Regions from separate parts of the Sus scrofa genome. Here region 1 is linked to region 2. The links are chromatin contacts, called in public Hi-C maps. All regions are on one chromosome and are shown on one strand. The core of a region is the stretch at or near the end of the contact, and the rest is flanking DNA. Distances in the headings are between cores, read along the strand shown. Region 1 overlaps SRGAP2 (SLIT-ROBO Rho GTPase-activating protein 2). Region 2 overlaps SRGAP2 (SLIT-ROBO Rho GTPase-activating protein 2).

Evidence for each region. Hi-C and Micro-C count contacts between places; a contact is called where the count stands out from the background.
Region 1: a Hi-C map of liver shows a contact between it and region 2, with 1.9 times the contacts expected there. The contact joins two enhancer-like sites. A contact is called at or near these places in 3 of 47 Hi-C or Micro-C datasets (alveolar macrophages, embryonic fibroblasts and liver) and 2 of 2 datasets of contacts at active chromatin or transcription factors (alveolar macrophages and skeletal muscle).

The regions. Positions count from the first base shown.
Region 1 is chr9:66,920,882-66,927,485 of Sscrofa11.1, reverse strand. The region is part of intron 2 of SRGAP2 (SLIT-ROBO Rho GTPase-activating protein 2); the gene reads right to left. Among named protein-coding and RNA genes, the nearest start is that of FAM72A, 84 kb to the right of the region's middle. Within about 2 kb of position 2,910, at least 11 of the 83 cell types and tissues checked have an H3K27ac peak or open chromatin away from gene starts, as enhancers often do. A contact at or near this core is called in alveolar macrophages and liver, where this site is marked.
Region 2 is chr9:67,022,022-67,028,353 of Sscrofa11.1, reverse strand. SRGAP2 (SLIT-ROBO Rho GTPase-activating protein 2) reads right to left here. Exons shown (of 23, transcript XR_002335789.1): 5 at 845-907. Among named protein-coding and RNA genes, the nearest start is that of IKBKE, 98 kb to the left of the region's middle. Within about 2 kb of position 4,788, at least 52 of the 83 cell types and tissues checked have an H3K27ac peak or open chromatin away from gene starts, as enhancers often do. A contact at or near this core is called in alveolar macrophages and liver, where this site is marked.

The sequences.
Region 1 (6,604 bases), core at 1,661-4,160, 99 kb after region 2:
CAAATGTGTTTTAACAAATCACACGCCTTCTTTCATAATTTATTTAATAAATTAAATTGCGCACATCACTTGCTAAATGAGAAAAATTATCTTTATATATAATGGAGGCTATTAAATTTTTAAGTCCATGTTAAAATAAACTGCACACTATAATTGCAATAATGTTGATATAAAAGAAAACACTTTACCTAAATTCAATTCTTTATCATAGTTCAAAAAGTAACAAGATTGTTTTTTAAATTCTTGAAGAGGTTCGCAAATTATTTTACTCTGAAAGGAGTTCATAAATTTGAAAATGTTGCAAAATGCTAGTCTCATATAGAAGTCTTTTTGGTCAGATTCCAGGAATTTTAACCAATTTCATTTCTCTTGACCCTCAGCCTGCCTTTTCAAGGAAGCTAATCTCTCAGAGAAAGACTAAGTTATTGCAGTGTGAAGAGCCCAGAATCGGGAGAAAGGGTACAGTAGGAAAATGCAGTAGACAAGCCTAGCCTGGTCTAGGGCATGGAGAATCAGGGTAAACCAAAGGAAGAAGCAGGAAAAGTACTCCAGCCCAGAGGGAACAGCATGTGCAAAGGCCCAGAGGCCAGACAGAGAAAGCCACGTGCAAGGAATTGAAATAATCTGAGAAATTCAGAGAAGCCAAAGAATATAGAGTTTAAGTGAGAGGGTGAGAAAAGATGAGAGTGATTAAAACGAGAGGCAGGGGTCAAGCCCTGGAGAGTACTGCAAATAGTCTGAAGAAGAGCGGAATTTTTCCTCAGAGCAATGGGAAACCATTAACACATGGAGTAGAAATTAGATAAGCAAACTACAGTGTTTTTAATGACCTAAGTGTTCCACTCCAACAGAGAGCCAAAGTAGAAAGGAAATGTGAGACTTTTTATTTTTGGAGGGTTCAAGGCTTTTGAGACTCTTCATATAATGGCTCCCTCAACCTGAATACTCCAAAGAAAGCAAAATGCAAATGCCCCACAAAACACAAAGAGCCTGGCTGTCCAAGTATCAGCCAAAAAACCACCACCGGCTCTGATCTTTTGAATAGATCTGTAGCATCATTTAGACATGAGAGGCGGCAGCAGGGTATCTGCATGAGTGAGATTTGGGTTTCTGGGTTTCACTTTCCTTGTCTGAGAAACTGCGATTAGTATTTATCCTCTGCCTACCCACCTCACACCGTTTGAAGGCCACGTCTCAAACAATTAAGTGGAAAGGATTTTACCAGCTGCTTTGACTCAATCCCACAGACAAGAAGAAGTAAATGCTTCAGAATGTACAGTTAAAAGGCCGTCTGATCTCACTGCACACCCCTGAAAAAACATGCCACTGTTCAAACCCATAGATGGGTGTGTATTCACAATTTGTCAGCAGGAACAAAATTCAAAGTAAAGTCAGCTGACAAAAAACAAAACAAAACAAAACAACAACAACAGGGAGTTCCCATTGTGGCTCAGGGGTTAACGAATCCGACTAGGAACCATGAGGTTGTGGGTTCGATCCCTGGCCTCAATGGGTTAGGGATCCAGCATTGCCGTGAGCTGTGGATAGGTCACCAATGCGGCTTGGATCTGGCATTGCTGTGGCTGTAGTGGAGGCCGGCGGCTACAGCTCCGATTCGACCCCTAGCCTGGGAACCTCTATATGCCGCTAGTGCGGCCCTAGAAAAGGCAAAAAAGACAAAACCAAAACCAAAAAACTCCACAAAAAACAAACACAAAAAAAACTAAAGCAAATAAAATACAAACTAAAGACATTAAAACTCTGCTCTTGATTCAGTCTGTTTCCACAGTTATGGGGCAGGCTTGGTCCACCTGCAGCTGAGTAAATTAGCCTGCATTTGGGAGACTGGGGTTCTAGATCTGCAACTTGCATTGTATTTTTTTTTTTGGAAGCTCCCAGGCGAGGGGTCGAATCGGAACTACAGCTGCCAGCGTACACCAGAGCCACAGCAACAGGGGATCTGAGCCGCGTCTGCAACCTACACCACAGCTCACGGCGATGCTGGATCCTTAACCCACTGAACCAGGCCGGGGATCGAACCTGCAACCTCATGGTTCCTAGTCAGATTGGTTTCCGCTGCACCACGACAGGAACTCCGCTTTGTATTTTGTTGTTGTTGTTGAATTAGTCATGATTTTATATGTCCCCAAAAGTTACTGCCGATTTTAAACATCAAAGAGAAAGTAAAAGCATTGTGCTGTGGGTTCTATCCGAGAAAAACATCCAGTTCCTATTGTTTTGGTCGTCAGGGTTTTTAAAGGACATTCTAGAAAATCACCTTAAATTATTTAATGCAGCTCCAGACTTTTAGGCAGAGATTCTGTCCAAATTTACCTTTTAAAATATTTTTGAAAATATGAACATAATGTTTAGAGTAAAAGACATGAAATTACACAGTAGCCTGACTGGATGAACCCCATTCCCTTAGAAATTTCATTTTCCTTTCCAATAGAGTGACTTCTGCAACTTTTAGAAAAGAAACCCCTATTCTAGCTCTTTATCATGAAATGGCAGAGTTCTCCATAGGAAAGGCTGGGAGCACAGTTCCTCTAATTCCTAAGCTCTATGCCGGAGCATTTTACACACAGTCTGTACTATGACACTCAACACAATGTGTGGTAATTAGCAATTTACATCTGTCTTTGCTGCCAGGCTAGGAGCGCCCCAAGTCTGAGACCATGTCTTATTCATTGTTACATCCCAGCACCTAGCACAGCGTTGGCATAAATGTTGAATTGAAATAAATGGAAATGAGTTATGCTTTCCCTGTCTTCCACAACGAATCTTTGGCAGATTCCGACAAAGCCCCAGAGTTAACTACGTGCAGATCCTGGGGCAGCCAGACTCACAATGAGGACTTCAGCCTAATTACCTCTTTCTCCCCTCTTCCTTCCCCTTCCCTCTCCACCTCCAGCGGGAGTTCCCACTGGAAATTGCACAACTCTTTGTGTGGAGAGAAACAACCAGCTTAGTTCCTGTTGACCTGAACAGCATAATGTTCTGGCGCAATAATGTCTAACTTCATAGAAGAATAATCAGCCCAAATCCAGGTTCCTTTTTAACTAAGAACTGTCATTCCAATGTCAACTTTTTTTCTTTTCTTTCTTTCTTTTTTTGCGGGGGTGGGGGTGGGGGCTGTGCCTGAAGTATGTGGAAGTTCCCCGGCCAAGGACTGAACCCACATCACAGCAGCGATCCCAGTCACTGCAGTGACAATGCCAGGTCCTTAACCTGCTGCACCACATGGGAACTCCCCAACTTCAACTTCTATCTCACAAAGCTAGCACCTTCCAAGGCACCACTTCTCTCTCTTCACCAGTCTCATAATAAGCAAATACAACTTTAGGGTAGGCTAAAGCAATGTTTTAATTTTTCTGATTATGACCTATCATGAGAATACATGTTACACTGTGACCCAATACACACACACACAACTAAAAAAAAAATTGATGCAATATTTACCTTTTCTACATCCAATGCACTTTGATAGTTTCTATCCCCCCCTCCTTTTTTTAAATGCTATTTTATTTACATTTCCAAAGAGGTAGTGAGTGGTTGACAGAATTGGTTTCACAACCTGCTTGGTAAAGGGGTTACAATCTGGGAGTCAAAAACACAGTCAAACCTATCTGTGGATAAGTCTCTGGTCAGTGTTTTCAAAATCTATTTGGAGATTTGAGGCAATAACACAACAGCTCTTGAAACTAAAACACATTGAAAATCAGGTACATAAGATGAAATCCTCATCTAGAACAAACCATGCCACGCCACAATCTTCCTGTGGAAAACCATGCCATCACTGGGCTTCTCAGCATAAACAGAGGGACTTGGTACAAAGGTCAGAGTTAGACGGGATCCAGATATTCCTAATATCCAACTGAGCCAAGAGAGAACTACGTCCCCCCCAGTGAAACAACTCGACAGTGATGCTCTGGCTGTGTTTTTCTGGGAATGAAGGTGGGTAATGAAGAGAGTGATGCAGCCTAACCATCTCTTCCTGGAGTCTGAGTTTCAAAAGGCTTTCCCATCAATTTCTTCACTTAAATGCTTCTAGAAAGTTCCTGTCCAGAATTAGAAAGTATCATGCCAGTGGTACAGAAAAGTGCTTCAGGGAGCTCTCTTGTGATGCTGCGGGTTAAAGATATGGTGTTAAAACTGCAGCAGCTCAGGTTGCTGCTGTGGCATGGGTCTGATCACTGGTCCGGGACTTCCACATGCTGCAGGCATGGCCAAAAAAAAAAAAGTTTCAGAATGCTCTCTGGGGTAAGAGGGTTAACAGTAAGGTAACACCTTGAGAAACTAACTAAAATTATACCAAATATGCCAAAAATCATATGTGAGATTCTTGAAGCAGAAGAAGGGGAGAAGCGGGGTTAAGAGAAACATGTGTGGAGTTCCCGTCGTGGCGCAGTGGTTAACGAATCCGACCAGGAACCATGAGGTTGTGGGTTCAGTCCCTGCCCTTGCTCAGTGGGTTAACGATCCGGCGTTGCCGTGAGCTGTGGTGTAGGTTGCAGACGCGGCTCGGATCCCGCGTTGCTGTGGCTCTGGTGTAGGCCAGTGGCTACAGCTCCGATTCAACCCCTAGCCTGGGAACCTCCATATGCCGCGGGAGCGGCCCAAGAAATAGCAACAACAACAACAACAACAAAAAAAAAAGACAAAAGACAAAAAAAAAAAAAAAGAGAAACATGTGGACTTCGTGTTCTGTGGGCCAGGGAAGGGTGGGAGGGAGGAATCTTACCAATGGACTGCATCTCAAAAAAGCCCAGGTTTGTTGTTCCCGTCGTGGCTCAGTAGTTAATGAATCTGACTAGGAACCATGAGATGGAGGGTTCAATCCCTGGCCTTGCTCAGTGGGTTAAGGATCCAGCGTTGCGTGAGTGGTGGTGTAGGTCGAAGACATGGCTTGGATCTGGCATTACTGTGCCTGTGGTGTAGGCCAGCAGCCGTGGCTCCAACTGGATCCCTAGCCTGGGAACCTCCATATGCCACAAGTGTGACCCTAAGAAGCAAAAAACCCCACAAAACCTAACCAAAACCCCCCAAAAGCCCAGGTTTTAGTGCAAGTTTCTCTATATCTTCCCTCAGAATCAATCTCCCTTCCCAACCCCAAATTCCTAGAGAGACCTTAAGGAATGGCATAGATACAAAACCATAAGATCTGCTGGTACCTCATGTGATGGAGATGGAGATGGAGATGGAGATGAGATGATGGAGATGGAGATGGAGATGATGGAGATGAAGATGGAGATGGAGATGATGGAGATGAAGATGGAGATGGAGATGGAGATGGAGAGGTACAGATGCAGATATACACACAGATATTTAGAGTAAAAGCCAGTGGCCTACATGACACAACTAAATGCTCAAACATCAGCTTCCCTACAGGACCTCCTCTAGGACCTCATCTCCTATTCCTCTCCAACCCCAAGAGACCACTCTGCTTTAGCCACAGAGGCCTCCCTGCTGTTCCTCAAATACACCAAGCACACTTGGGGCTCAGAGCCCTGCCCTACGGGCTCTGTGCTGGCTGTTCCCCCTCCTGGAAAGCTCTTTCCCCAGTATCCACTTGCCCCCTCTCATCCTTCAAATCTTTGCACAAATCTTAGCACAAATGTGACCAATTTTACAAGGCCTCACCTAAAAGCTTCCCACTCCGTGCTTTTAAATGCAACCTGACCTCACTACCCTGACCCCCTTTGACTGTACTTATTACTGGCTAAATACTAAGTAATTTACAGCTCCATCATGTTTCTTTTTCTTTTTTATGATTTTTATTTTTTCCATTATAGTTCAGTTACAGTGTTGTCAATTTCTATTATACAGCAAAGTGACCCAGTCATATACATACACACACACACACACACACACACACACACACACATTCTTTTTCTCACATTATCTCCATCATGTTACACCACAAGTGACTGCATATAGTTCCCTGTGCTGTATCAAAGGATCTCATTGCCTATCTCCATCATGTTTATTTTTATCTTCCTCTTCCCCCACTGGAATGTTCACTCACGGAGATCTTTGCTTTATTAACTGATATAAACAAAGCACCTAGAGCAGTAACTCATACCTGACAGCTGATCAATATAATATCTGTTGCATGAACAGATGTGTGAGTTAATAAAGGAATGAATAAGTCTAGGGCAACTCTTTCTTCACCTACCTGGTGAGGGCTCACACAAGAACAAGGCCTCTGGAGTTCCCTAGTAGCTCAGTGGGTCAAGGATCTGATATTGTCACTGCAGCAGCTCAGGTCCCTGCTGTGGTGTGGGTTAGATCCTGGCCCAGGAATTTTTCTGTGCCAAAGGTGCAATGCCACCACCACCACCACCAAAGGATTGGCCTTCTAGTCACAGATGGAGATGCATGACTGAAACCCAAGTGATCATTTATACTGGAGGATAATGGTCAAAGCAATAGTATAAAATTAATAGTATCAGATCCTCCTCTGTTTTTACAGAACAATAGTTTTCTGCAGGAGGAAATGACAGCCACCGCAAAAGAAGACAAGCGCAAAGAAAGGAGAGATGTTTATAGAAAACCAGAACCTTTTAAAAGGCCACGACTTACCCACGGAGCTATTTCTATT
Region 2 (6,332 bases), core at 3,539-6,038:
TGGAGAGGACACAAGGCCTGGCACAGCCCAACTGGAAAAGGGGGCCCTGGAATGGCTTTAGAAGCACAATCGGAACAGTGCCTGTATGGCAGCAGGAATTTCCTCAGTGTGCGTGTGTGTTTTTAAAATTATAATTAACGCAACATGGCTGGGGGAAAAACAACCCCCTCTACCTCCCAGTGCATGAAGAAACATGCAACAGCCACAGGCATCATGTGCCTGAAGCTCCAGTCACTTTAGAACAGATTGTGTTTTCTTCTCCAAACCCAAAACCTGGCCCTTCACTGAGGCTTGGCCTTTCTAAAAGCCCAGGGAGTCAATGCAAGGCTCTCTCTGCCTGAACTGGTCCCTTATGTTAGGGGCATTTAGGATTCTGTGCTTCCCTCTAGAGCACCTGCTCTGGTTTCAAACCACTACATCAATCCAAGAACTGATGCAAATCTATGAACAACAGCGCCTTTACCACTGGGCACAAATCATTCACGGAGTGATGCACACTATGCTCCTTGCCATTAGGCTCGGGGTCCCTGGTTGGCTGCTAATGAGGGTCAGTTGTGCTGGTGATCGAGGATCTTGGCTGCTCCCTGGTGATTACGCCCCAAAGGAAGCCACCGTTAGTTTGCACAGCTGAAAAGGGATCTTATTTTGAGAAAGCATTTTTTTGGGCTCATTCCAGTTTGAAAATAAGAGGGCGAAAAAAGAGATGGGTGGAGTTGTCCCCAGTGGGGACCATGCACTGTCCTCAACCTCAGCTCAGTTCTGCTGCTGACGTGACAATGGCCATGAGCTGCCAAAGGCTGCTTCCCTCTGCTTGTCAAAGAGCCAAGCAACCCGTCCGATTTACCGAGTAGAGCTCATTCAGGACCTTCATCAGATCATCTTGGAGCTGCTGGCCGACTTCTTTGCTCTGCAAAGAAAGAGGAATGAAGGTTAACTGGGCAACAGAAGGAGGAGGGAGGGGCAACAAAGGCAAGAGCAGTGCTGGCTCCGCAAATAACACAGATGTAATTAAGGCCCATCATTGAACCCAGCAAATCAGATAACCCCTCTGATCAGATCAAACTATGGTCAGATTACTCAAAGAGTTTTAATAAAATGAAACGGGCCCCTTCTAGAGCCCAGCAAAGGCAAAATCATGCAGAGGGAAAATGGGTCAAAGCCTTTGATTTTTCAACTGGTCCCCAAAGAGCAGGCCAGAACGGCACACCCTACTTAGCAACTGTTGTTAAGTGGACAAGCTTTCTTGGATACTCGTAGTCAAGCATTCTGAGAACTGCAGAGGGAAGTAAGATGCGAAAGAGGATGAGAGAGGCATGTGTACGTAAACATCCAAGGACTTCAAAGTACCTGACTCCATAAGAATCTCCAAGCAAGGAGAAGTTATCCCTCTTACTTGCTTTATTTTTACCCCAAACTCTCAGGGCAGTGATACCTCAATCCTGATTGGTTGCTAATGTTACTCGAGTCTGATAATATATGTTACGGGGTGTCTGATTGGTTAATCTCAAGCCCTGGTGGCTCTCAGGTTCTTCACCGCTGCTTCCCAGGGCTAGCATCTAACTACATGGGAGAAGGGTAGAAACAGAGAAGAACAAGGAAGCAGGAAGGAAATAAGAGCCACGCCTTGGATACCGAGTGTTTAATGCCAAGTCCATGAGAGCAGGGCATAAAACTGATTGGCATCGCTGTGTCATTGAGAGGGGAAACCCTTGTTTTATCTTCTGCCAGATCCTTCTAGTTCTTTCCTACTAAGAATCAGATACCAGCAATGCCCTTCTAACAGAAGGTAAAATGCTACCCACTGCTATAGCTCGGCTCCCAGGCAAAGAAAGGAAGAGGTTTTGCATATCAGAAACATAACCATTTAAGGTCTTGCTTTTTTTCAAAATAAATGACTTCAGGGAGTTCTCTTTGTGGCGCAGCGGAAACAAATTCGACTAGTATCCATGAGCATGCGTGTTTGATCCCTGGCCTCGCTCACTGGGTGGGGGATCCGGCGTTGCTGTGAGCTGTGGTGTAGGTCGAGGTATGGCTTGGGTCCCACATGGCTGTGGCGTAGGTTGATAGCTGCAACTCTGATTGAACCCCTAGCCTGGCATCTTCCATATGCCTCGAGTGCCGCCCTAAAACAAACAAACAAACAAACAAACAAACAAAGATATGTGACTTTAAAATTCTTTTTTCTGATTACAAAAGGAATATGTGTTTATACCATACATCAGAAAACTGTAGGAAACCTGAAAAGACAAAAGTAACCCTTAATTCCTACCCCTAAAACATCACTACTCTAAACTTTGTTATACATTTTTCTTTTTTTTAAACTTTGTTGTACATTTTTCTAATCTCTCTATGACTTTTATGGGATTGGAATTGCATTATACACACTATAACTTTCCCCCCTCGAGGTCTATTGTGAACATTCCCCTACATGTTATTCTTCTATAATTACAATAGATTATATTGATGTACATTGATATAATGTCCAATTCTTGGACATTTACTTTGCTTACAAATTTTTATAATAAAACATGCTGTATTTAGTTACTCTGTATATAACCTATGCACAAACCTGTCATCATTTTCTCCTAGAAGTAACACTGCTGAGTCAGACTGCTAATTTATACCATTAACTGCCCTCGAGAAAAAAAAAAATGGACCCATATAAAATCCCCCCAGAAGCATATGAGAATGTTTTTTTACTTTTCTTGGGTCTGAACAGTTTGATATGGTATCCTATTTTAATTTACAGTTCTTTGACTCTAGGGAGCCCGAAACTTTTTTTTTCTCCCATGTTAACCAGTCACTTTCACTTTTCTTTTACGCTTTACCGTTTTTCTATTGAGGAATTAATTATGGAACATAACATATGTGTGACCTTTGTTGCAAGTAGATATGAATTTTTACACCTGGCCGTGTGGAGAGGGATGAAAGGAGCCCTGAATCAGCAATCACAAGACTCTTCTATTTCCAGCTCTCACACCATCAAGAAGATAACTTTGGAGGACAACCTGGGCCATTTCGCTGGACCTCTGTTTTCTTTTTTATAAAATGAAAGTCTTCGGCTTAAATATTCCCAGGGTCTTTCGCAACGTCTGCCATTCAATCATAATTCTTCGTGATCCTTCACCTGGCTTCTTGAGTCTGTATCAGACCCAAATACCACCCACTTCCATGTCTCATGGGTTGGTCTCCCTCCACAGAGCAGAAGATACTGAGCAAGTTCTGGGGACAGAGCTGCTCTACAAAATGCTGGCTGGCTTCAGGAGTCCCTTGCCGGTCTTAAATTTACTCTTCCCAAATGACTCTCATGCAATGCCGTCAACCACTAGAAGAAACCACAAGAGCAAAGGCCTCTCATGCAGGACCTCATATTCCCATGATGAGGAGAGCTGAGCTCCACTAAAGCAGCAGAGGTCAGAGGAGGTGAGGTGAAGGGAAACGACACACCCACCAGCTCCAGAGTCAGCACCGAGGCCAGAAAGTGGCCGTGAGCAACATTTCCAAATGCCCTGCCCTCCTGCCTCCAGGCCAGCGCCCCCTGCCAGCCTCCCTTACACCTCCCTGTGTTTAAATGGCAGAGGTTACAGGAGGAAGCTCCCATCCCTCTACCCTGCTGCTTAGCCCCGATTGCAATAACCTTAGCCCCAGAGGAGGTGGGAAGAGGAGCGGGAGAAAAAGCATAACCAATAAAACAGCAATGAAGCCCAGGCAGGTGTTTCCTTTCGAGGACTGATTTGTTGGAAAAGGACCGACTCAACTATTATCCCTGTTTATTTGAACAGGCTGCAGAAGTGATTCTGACTTATTCTCCCTCTGGCTAAGGGCTGGGCTGGGAACTCACGTGTTGCTAGCCTGGTCACAGTTATGCTAAAGCCCCCAGCGTTTGTGCAATTCTGACTCTGAGAAGAGAGGCAGGCAATGGTCTGTACCTCTCCTTTCCTAGAGGATAAAAGGTCACCGTTCTCTATTTCAGAAACCTTGACTGTGTGCCTCTGGGGGTGAGGGTGGCCCCAGTGACCCCAAAAACGGCTTCCGCACTGCTGTGGAGCAGTTGTCAAAGCTGGGAAGCTACAAGGGAGCTCCACCCAAAGACAAGGGGGACGTTTATGCCTGGGAACAACAGGACCTGAAGGGGCCGAGTCCATGACAATGCAGACTCTGGAGCCTTTCCGCTTCCTATAAAAAACAGCAAGGGGTCTCTCGGCAGGGAAGAGAAAGAGAATTTACAGAGCAGTCTTGATGCATATCACACAGCCTGCATCTCTTTTCTTTAAAATTTCTTGGAAGAGAATGAGTCATCTAAACATCGCAGGAAACCAAAAAGAAGTCGAGGGAAAAAATTACTTTGGGCAAAGTTTTGCTCTTAAATGTCTGCATAGTAATCTTTGCCTGGAAAAAAAAAAAAAAAAGATGCCTAAATTTAGACCAGAGATGTGGCACAGTTAAACAATGCTGGTTCTCTGAGAGAGGAAGTGCCATGGGGTGCGCAGGCAGGAGCTTTTATTTTGAAACTCACCACAACCATTTGGCCAGTGAGTTTCTGGGGGGGCTGGGTGGGGGGCACTCTGCCTGCTGCCGGGGCGGGGCTGATCGGAAGGCAGTGAGATTGCAACAGCTCCTGCCAGCTGTGTGCTTATTTACCAAAGGGGCAGGGAACCCTCCTTTTCCAACAGATAACAGCAATGGACGACAGAACCGAAACACACAGCCTCCTTTCCCCAAGACCGTCACATTCCGGAACCTCCTCACTCCCAGAAAGGATAGAGCAGCAGAAATATAAGGAAACGTGAGGTTCCGTGGCCTGAGCAGGATGTCGGGACACGAGGCTGGTCACTCATCTTTGGAGCGAGACGTAGCCTGAGCTTGGATGGGTTTGTCTATTAGCTTTTCCCAAAGAACACCGCTAATGAAGACATTTTTAACTCTCATCAGAGATTACCTACTAAATGATACTCTAGGTACTTGGCTCAGCATGCGTGTGCTTTCCGAGTTAGGGAGAAGGGGCTGTTTAATGGCCATCTATACTACAGAGCTGTATTATTTGACAGGCACAGAATTACCCCTTATTTGTATTAGAAAAAAGGGGGGGGAGGCCTGTCTCTGCTGTGTGGTGAGAGCTCATTTCAGCCCTGTCCCAAGGCTGAGCCTGTCAGCAGGTAGAAACAGTAGGGTCATTTAGTTCTCTGCCGATTAGCCTGTGTCAGCAGTTTTCTAAAAAAGAATCCAATTTTCAAGGGCATATATCTCTCTCTGCCAGCGCCCCACCCCCTCCCTACCCCAAAGGCACTTCTGAGGGCAACTGTTAAGAAAGAAAACCTAGTTTCAAATCGGATTTACATTTACAGATTTCAGGGGAAAGAGAGGTGAACGCTATACAAGGCTCTGGCAGCAGCAGAAGTGTCACCAGATGTAGAGTGACAGTGTCAGAGGCATTGGATCACCACTTCAAAGAGGCCAAGTTTGAAGAGCTGGAGCTTTGCCTGAAGTGCTTTTGGTGGGCAGGACGAGGCTAAAAGGAGTGGCTGTCTGGCACCAGGGTCAGTGCTTGGTGACAATGGGCACTGTGTCTGGCCCCTCCCCAACCCAACTCAGCCCATCCAAACAGGTGGTGCAGGATGCGGCTGCAGGGGTACAGGGGGTGTGATCATGCGCGTCAAAACTCAGGAGGGACTTCTAGATTCCTCTGGGGCCAAGCTACTTCTATCTATGCAAGGGGACTCTTTCTATACCGCTTTCACTCAAAAATCCCCATGATGTGAGTTTCCTGGTGGCTTAGTGGGTTAAGGATCCAGCATTGTCACTGCTGTGGCTCTGGTTACTGCTGTGGCATAGGTTCAATCGATCCCTGGCCCAGGAACTTCTGCATGCTGCAGGTATGGCCAAAAAAACGAAAAAAAAGAAAAAAATAAAGGATAGCGTATGATGGCTCTAGCAGGCCTGTGCTCTAGTTATATACTCTGAGGAGCCCACGGGAGCATAAAATACAAATACACTGAATTGCAAGACTTTTATAGAAAGGCAGGCTGGGAGCTGCCTCAAGAGGGACATTTGAAGTGCTTTTACCTTCTGAAGATAAGGCAGAATAGGATTTAAAAAAAAAAATACACTTCAGGAGTTCCCATCGTGGCACAGTGGTTAATGAATCCGACTAGGAACCATGAGGATGTGGATTCGATCCCTGGCCTTGCTCAGTGGGTTAAGGATCCGGCGTTTCCGTGAGCTGTGGTGTAGGTTGCAGACGCCGCTTGGATCTGGAGTTGCTGTGGCTGTGGCGTAGGCTGGCAGCTGTAGCTCGGAGTGGACCCCTAGCCTGAGAACCTCCACATGCTGCA